2 separate regions of the Rattus norvegicus genome follow, and region 1 is linked to region 2. The links are chromatin contacts, called in public Hi-C maps. All regions are on one chromosome and are shown on one strand. The core of a region is the stretch at or near the end of the contact, and the rest is flanking DNA. Distances in the headings are between cores, read along the strand shown. Region 1 holds the start of Nfxl1 (nuclear transcription factor, X-box binding-like 1). Region 2 overlaps Txk (TXK tyrosine kinase).

The links. A called contact is a pair of places that touch in the nucleus more often than the background predicts.
Region 1: a Hi-C map of liver shows a contact between it and region 2, with 4 times the contacts expected there. The contact joins the promoter of Nfxl1 here to the enhancer-like site in region 2. A contact is called at or near these places in 6 of 12 Hi-C or Micro-C datasets (the A7r5 cell line, Schwann cells, hepatocytes and 2 more).

Annotation. Positions count from the first base shown.
Region 1 is chr14:35,978,515-35,982,494 of GRCr8, forward strand. Nfxl1 (nuclear transcription factor, X-box binding-like 1) reads left to right here and starts at 1,569. Exons shown (of 23, transcript NM_001170438.3): 1 at 1,569-1,681; 2 at 1,975-2,229. The coding sequence starts at 1,977.
Region 2 is chr14:35,858,443-35,862,544 of GRCr8, forward strand. Txk (TXK tyrosine kinase) reads left to right here. Exons shown (of 15, transcript NM_001024255.1): 10 at 919-1,090. Among named protein-coding and RNA genes, the nearest start is that of Txk, 43 kb to the left of the region's middle. Within about 2 kb of position 1,544, at least 7 of the 93 cell types and tissues checked have an H3K27ac peak or open chromatin away from gene starts, as enhancers often do. A contact at or near this core is called in liver, where this site is marked.

The sequences.
Region 1 (3,980 bases), core at 319-2,818, 120 kb after region 2:
ACAAAATTTATTACCACAGTGGGCATGGTGGTGAAGACCTGGAGCACCAACTTTGAAGGCTGTGGTGAGAGGATCATGAGCTCCTAGATAATACTAAAAAAAAAAAAAATCCTCATCTCAATAAATTATATATGTAAAACTTTATATATGTGCAAATATTGAAAGACCTCTGGAGAGGACCTTTCCCTCAGGAGGAGACCCCCAAGCGCCCAGTGACCGAGCCGAGGCCACTCGGATGCAATCAGCAAGAGGGTTTATTGGAAAACACAGGTACCTGCGGGCACACAGTCTCTTCGGAGGACTTGCTCGCCCAGCAGCTCCAGCATGGGGCTTTTATAGGGTTTGGGGAAGCAGAAGCGGGCGTACAGAAGCAGATGCATAGTTATGGGGATTGGTGGATTTAAACGAGGCATATAGACATGTTCACATATGATTGGTTATTTCACATGATGAGGTAATAAGGTATAGCTACACACATTGGCAGGTTTGAATCATATTCGAATGAGGTTGTAACATGGTAAAAGAGTCCTGAATGTCGGGGGCTGGGGGCTTATCCCTTCCTGCCAGATCCGGTACTCCTAGTCTGTTCTGTATTCCTTTCCTTTTATGTTCTGTTAGTTTTTTTTTGTTTTTTTTTTTTTTTTTTGGTTCTTTTTTTCGGAGCTGGGGACCGAACCCAGGGCCTTGCGCTTCCTAGGTAAGCGCTCTACCACTGAGCTAAATCCCCAGCCCCTGGTCTGTTAGTTTTAATGGTGACTCGGCCCTAGGTATCTGGGCGTGCCTGGGCTCGTTCAAGCCTGTTGCAGCTCTGAGTTAAGACTCATGGGGTGGGTCTTTCAATATAACATGTGTAAACATTTTGTACACTCCCAGACACATTAAATGGCAGCTAAATATAATTGTTGTAAATGTTGGGGAATTAACTAAGCTGAATGGTAGTTTAAAGAATGTATAATTTTCAAGTATCAACCAAAATTCGACTCATTTCCCAAGAGACCACTGAATGAACTTCTGCAACCTATACGTACAGGTTAGCTGTTGGTTCTCAGATATTTTCCTTAATGAATCTACTTGAGAAAGCAGTTTTGAAGGGAAAATAAGCAGTCTCCAAAGGAAAGCTTGTTTTAAAGTATAAAAGGAGGTAATACTAGGGGTGGATTTCATTGGGAGTTGAATTTTCTCCACTCAAGTCACTTTTCCTACAATGCTCCTGGGGCTTTCCTGACCCTGTTCCCCATAGCGTCCTCTGTTTTCTAAGAACTTCCTGAATGAGGATTTGCCGCTACCTGCAAGCAGGAAACTATGGCGAAAATAACTTTATGTCAGTTTTGTCCTCTCTGACTGAATCCTGACATATCCGGTATTTCCGGGGAGCAGCTGCTAAAGGGAGACTTGAGAGCTCGCTCCCCGACACGCCCACCAATGAAGGTGTCTACGTTTCACGAGCTCCAGAGCACTCTGGGAAATATAGTTTCCAAAGGTCGAGAGCAACCGCATAGGCGCATGCGCGCTGAGAATTTCTTAGCTTCTTCCCCATAAGCGGCCGCGCTGCCACGCATTCTACGGTCCGCGGGCAGAGGCTTCTGGGAGTTGTAGTCGCTGGCGGTGGGCGCCGTCGGTAAGGAGACGTAGCTTTCGGTGCGGTCCACTTCAGCAGTTGGTTCCCGGCCGCGGCGTCACGGTCAGTCAGCGTTTCGGTGCCCACCGCACTTCTCCTGAGGGTGACGAGGATTTCCCGTGGCTGGGCTTTTCCTGTCCCGGGTGGGCTCCTCGTGGGTCGGTGGTTCATTTCTGGCCCCCGTCCTTTTCCTCCCCGCTCGTCGCTCCAGCCTGGGTTTGGCGGGGACTGGCCCTCGGGAGACACAGGGCCGCGACCTCCTCAGACCCGGTTTCCGTGTCGCGCGGTCGGTCCGCATCCAGCCTCGACTTCGCGGTCGCTCACGCTCCTTCTCCTCCTTTATCTCTTCTCTGCAGGGATGGACGCTTCCTGGCGCCAGGTGGCCGCTGGCCGAGGCCGAGCCCGAGGAAGGGGTACCGCAGTGCCCCTCTCAGGAAATGGAGTCCCTCTTAGCGGCGCAGGGGGAGGGCGAGCCAAAGGGTCTGGGGGCGCGGTGCCCTCGGCCCCCGGCCCGAGGAGAGCAGCAACTCCGGGCCCTGCGGGTCACAAGCAGCGCTCTGCTGGAGGCGAAGCCCCGCAGCCCCTGTGGGTCGGCGGTGAGGATGGCTCAGGTGAGGATGGCTCAGGTCCCCTCCGCCCCACCAAACTCCCCAGTCACTTCCCAGCTTATCGCTGGCTGCCAGGGCCCTCAAGTCTCATTCACTTTTTAACTGCTCAGGGAGTTTAGTATCAGGAATCTTCTCGGATTCAGGCAGATTTCCATCTCATCTCTTGCATCCTCATTTTAATTGGTATTGCCTTTGTTACTTACCTTCCTGAATGGTGTGCAGCTGATTTGGTTAACTCAGTACACGGATCGCCAGAGTTTGCTTTCTTTTAAAATCTACAATGTTTACATCTGTTGTAAAGTAAGACCTTGTGCTAGGCTAAGGTCTCAGAATCCCATTTACGTGCAGATCGGGAATTCCATTCTTCATTAATTAACTCTGCCCTCAAGACTAGTTGTTGATAGCCGTCTTTACCAGGCTACCTGACTTTTTGGACTGTCTGAGACCTCTTTGGACCTGTAAGCGCATTGGTTATTTTTGACCCATCCCTGTTCATAAATTCCATGTCTTTCCATGATGTATCAGGTGTTGCCACCGTGAATTTGCCAATAGCTTTGGTCCAAGATCTTGTTTTAATGCAATGTAGAGAGTATTTAACTGTACCTAGATAAAAGAGAATGGTCCCTGAAAGCATTTTGTGTTTGCCATGGGCTTTTCAGAAGACTTTTACAATTTTTATTTCTGAGATTACAGTATAATTGCATCATTTCTCCCTTTCTGGTAGGAGCAGAATTGAGCCTCTGTGTGGGGTTTCTCAGGGTAACTTGAAAGTTAGTTTGCGTTGATTTCACTTGCAGTGGTCAGTTTATCATAGAGGTGAAGTGTGCTATTGAGAGACCTAGGAGCCAGCTGGTAAGCTTGCTTGGATTTTGTGGGTAGCAGGAAAGCAAGCATTCTCTGTATGAGTAGTTGACCTGTGTGTTGAAGGAATAAGGTAAGAAGACTGCCTGGTCACTTTGTGACATTTCTCCAAATGTTGCTAGGTACATATATGTCCCAATTCAGCTTTTTTTTTTTTTTTTTAAAAAAACATCCCCCAACCCCTGCCAGGGTTCATTCCCAGAGATTAACGCCATCCTTGTAATGTTGAGTTGTCTTACTGCTCTCCTTCTTCCGTGTTCTCAAAGATTTCTGAAGTAAGCATCATATACATTGTCTTCCTTCCATACCTGAAACAGTCTGTTTCAGTTGATAGTTACCAATCAAATTAGCTGAGATAAGGAAAGGAAAACATTTCCTTCAATAAGAGGGAAATAAAGGGTAAAATATGTACAAGTACAGATGTGCCACTGAAAGTGAGATTTATTTTGATAGTCTTATCAGTCCGACGTATGAAGTACGTTTTTAATTAGTGAATTAGAATAGTAAATTTAACATTCTCTTACTGTGAGCACCAGTGCATACAATTCAGCAAGCTTGTGAGTCTTTTCTTAAAACACCATTACTGTCTATTGCACTTGTTAACTGGAGCACATTTGCCAGGATTCCTACTCTCAAGAAGCTGGAGTCTGGTTGAGAACAAGCGCTGGGAAGTTATCTGGTTCTGTTTGGTTGTTGTTGTGTAATTAAGTAGCAATGAGAAGTACAGAGTGCTCTAGAAAGGAGATCAACTCAGATGTTATTTAGCATCCTTTCTCTGGAGAGTAGCGGAAGAACACTTCAATCCCATTTTACATTGTTTTTGGAGTGAAATTGTTAGATGTATATTTCTTGTGTTACCATTTGTGTGACCCCAAAAATGTCAATTTCACTTT
Region 2 (4,102 bases), core at 294-2,793:
TATTTTCCTCTGTGATGATATTCTATTAAGAAATTCTATGCCACTGTCAAGGTCATAAATCGGTTTCTCCTGTCACTTTTACAACAGCATTTCACTTCAGGAGTGGGGACTACTTCAATAATAATTCTGCTAAGTGCATTATCCTAAATTTCCAGCAGATGGTGGTGTTGCTGTAGAAAAAGTAGGTGCTAAAATGTTAAGCTTTCACAGTTTCAAGGGGATCATTTTTAAAACATTCCCCCACCTCCACTACCTGGCTTGCTTATGAGAAATGAGAAATATACAACAACACAGATTTCACCTCAAACACGTTTAGGTATACATTGGCTAATATTCTGGCAATGGACATGGATAGTAGATGATTAGACCCACTCCTAAGAAGAGGCTACGCAAGGCAGGAAGGGTGTTTAGCAGTGGAATGAGAATAGTAGGAGGAACTAAAACAGGAAGCGGAAGTGGCCCCAGGAAGAGGAAATACCCCAACCTTAACACTATAACAAAACCAGGCTGGGAACATCACTGTTTTGGGTCCCATGTCTAATTTGTTTAGAAAAGTATACAGGTGTTTTTTTTGTTTGTTTGTTTGTTTTTTTCCGGAGCTGGGGACAGAACCCAGGGCCTTGCGCTTGCTAGGCAAGTGCTCTACCACTGAGCCAAATCCCCAACCCACAGGGGTTGAACCCACTATATTAAACATAGTGTTCTGTTAGTCTCAATGTTTATAGCCTTGTCCCCAAGTAAGCAAATCTTTAACCTTTGATGTCTTGGATTATCTATTAAGTTATAGATTCTCTCCTGTATATCTTTAACATCTACATAAAACAAGGAGATAGGACTGGATAATTCCTATCTTCTCTCAAAAAATTTTTTTTAAACCATTCTTTCTTCATTTTTAACATGAGTCATTTGCCTTTCTAGAAAAGTGGGAAATAGATCCGTCTGAGTTGACTTTTGTCAAGGAGATCGGAAGTGGTCAGTTTGGGGTAGTCTACTTAGGAGAGTGGAGAGCACGTATCCGGGTCGCCATCAAGGCCATCAATGAAGGCTCCATGTCTGAAGAAGATTTCATTGAGGAAGCCAAGGTGATGATGTGAGTACGAGGCCCCACCCCATGTACACACAGCCCCGCCCCTTGGAGTCTCGGACAGAACCTGGACTTTGGAATCAGATACACCTGCACCTGGGTCACAGCTCTGCCCAAGCCATTTGTGTAACCCAGGCAAATCACTTAACTGTTGTGTGGCATGCATGAACTATGTCACCCTCATGTCTCTGGAGTCCTCACCTATAAAACTGCAAATAATGGTACTCTGGCATTGGATCGAGGTGTGAGTTAATGAAACAGTTAATGAGAAAGACAGGGAAAGTATATTATGCTCAGCTCGGTGGTAGGTGCTGAATAAGTGATCTTTAGCTGTGGTGCTTTGTCCCCACACAAGCCAATAGATTGGTTGTGGTTTGTCACTGTAATCTGATCTTGGACCAGGAAGGCTCAAATCAATGTTCTCTAAACATTTGTTCAGTGTTTATTTAGAAGCACAGCAATGCATCAGCATAGAACAAAAACAGATGTCCTAACTTCAACTGTTCTATTGTGCAGAGCACATCGTTCTACCCCAGAGGGACACAGAATGAACAGAACTAGGTAGCAACCGGAGCGATGAGCTAGAGCCATTCTCCATGGAGACAGAGCAATTAGGACTTTGGGAGTTTTCAAGCTCTTACTCCAAGTGACCTATCAAAGCATCCTTTCTCCTACCTGTTTACAAGAGAATGAAAGTGGGTGGAGTTACAGTAAACAGCAATTGTCCAGGGACACCAGCTTCCCAGTGACACTGTTGGGTTGTTATTGTTGTTGCTGTCATTACAACATACCTGGTACACCTGTGGCCGACCTGTGCTCTCTGATCAGGGAGTTCTGTTACCCAAGGACAGAAGGATAGCAGTGTGCATTGGATTAAAGTGAAAAGAATGAATGTGAGATGTGCAACTCCGAGTTCAAACCATCTCACAATCTTTTCTGGACATGAGGAGATGAGGGGCTTTTTGAATGAGACAACCCTGGTTGGGAACTCAGGAATCACTTCCTGAAGATGAGCAGTTGAGCGAGTAGGAGAAAACCTTCCCACAGGCAGAGACAACACGTGTGCGTAGAAATGTGTGTTCCTGCCTTCTGTCACGTTACTCTCTCGACACACATATCGGTCCCTGCTTAGAGACGTGTCATGACTCACTGTTGGACAAGTGATAGATGTATTTACATTTGTAGCCAGTAAAGCTATTTCCTGGGACCAGAATGTTCCCCGCTGCTCATAAGACTTTCGAAGCTGATAAAACTTACATGATTCGGGAGTCCAGGAATTTATAAGAGTCACATGCTCCTCCACAGGGTTATAAAAACAGTAATTGCTAAGAGGATTTTCTCTAGTGTAGCTGGCTAAGAGTTGTGCAGGGAGCTCCAGGTGCAGGCAAGCATGGGTGGGTGTGTGTGTGCGCATTCGTGTGTGTTGGTGTTGAATTGGAGAAGCCTACTAGAAGATTAAAGGTGACTAAGTAGTCAGGGAAATGCATGAGGCTAGAGTTCAGGAGAGAGGGCAGGGTAGAGGGCATGAATTTGAGCATAGTCCCCAAAGATGATATTGAGAACCATGAAACTTGATTCTGTTACCAAGGGAAGAGAAGGGTTAGAGAAGGGTATCAGGAGATGTCCTGAGCTCCCATGTCTCAGGATGCTCTTCCAAGGGAAGACACAGGAGCTCGGGAACCTTATAAGAGGGCTGAAAAATTTTTGAAAATACTTTAAAAGAATTAAAAACCTCTACCACTTGTCCTACCGTGGGTCGTGGCATGTTTCTAACCTGGGACCGGTGTGTGGAGAAAGTAGCATGCAGGAGCAGAAACACGCATTTCTACTCACATGCGTCTCTGCCTGTGTGAAGTTTCTGTCCTATTTGTTCCTCTGAATCACATAGGAGGGTTTCTTTACCTGCTTTCCCCTTACTTCTAGTAGACATCTGTCTTATTCAGATACAGTTTGACTGCTGCCCTACTAAGTGAATGCTTTGTAATGTTTCAGTTCTCAAATACTTCCCATGACATTACACAGTCTTGGGTTTCTTTCTTTCTTTTTTTTTTTTTTTCTTGTCTCAAGTTTATTTGTAAAAACAGCATAGGACACTGGTCATCTGCACATAGTGTGTAGGTAGGTGTGTCACAGCAGTCCATCTGTCTTCACACTGGCAGGAGCCTTTTCTATGGGGTCTGCACAGGGGCCTGGGCACCCTTGGGAGCCTGAGCTGGAGCTGCAGCCTGGGCCTTAGCTGGAGCTTTGGCCTCTTCCTTGGTTTGAACCTTGGGCTTTGGTTGGCAGAGCCTACGAACCTCGGCCATGTAGCTTCAAATTGTCTTCCCTAGCGTGGGGTGAGCGATGAAAGCCAGACGGCTGAGTTTGCAGCTGGAGCCCTTTGGCATCTTGGGCTTGATGGCCTGAGGCTTCACAAGGGCCTTGATGGCCTCTGCTCGTGCACTCACTGCCTTGGCATTGTTGGCCTGCATCTTCTTCAGGCCTTTCCTTGTACTTCCTGGCAAAGCACATGTTCCTCAGGAACTTGGGGTCGACCCCCTTAAGAGATTTGTATCTTTGTGACCGGGGTTTCTTGATGCCATTTCTGTGCCATTGCGGGACTGGTTGTGTGTGGTGTGGTTCTTGGATTTCTTGATGCCATTTCTGTGCCATTGCGGGACTGGTTGTGTGTGGTGTGGTTCTTGGACTTGCCATGTCTGCACAGTAAGTCGAGGCTCCTGCAGCACCTGGGACCGGTCTTGGGTTTCTCATGGCTTGAAAATGTTTCATTCTGAGATTTGCCGTCCTGACATTATTCTGCACACATGCAAATTGCATTCCTCAACTAGAAGTTTGCTTATGAACCTGAAAGATAAGCAAAGTATGTCTAATGTAGACCTCCCTCCCCCTCTCCTGTCTCTCAGTCTCTGTCTCTTTCTCTCTCAGTCTACCTTTATGGTTGATAAAAAGAACATTTCTAAGGTACTTTTCACAGCATCTCTGACCAACAGAACTGCTTATGATACATCTTGTAAAATT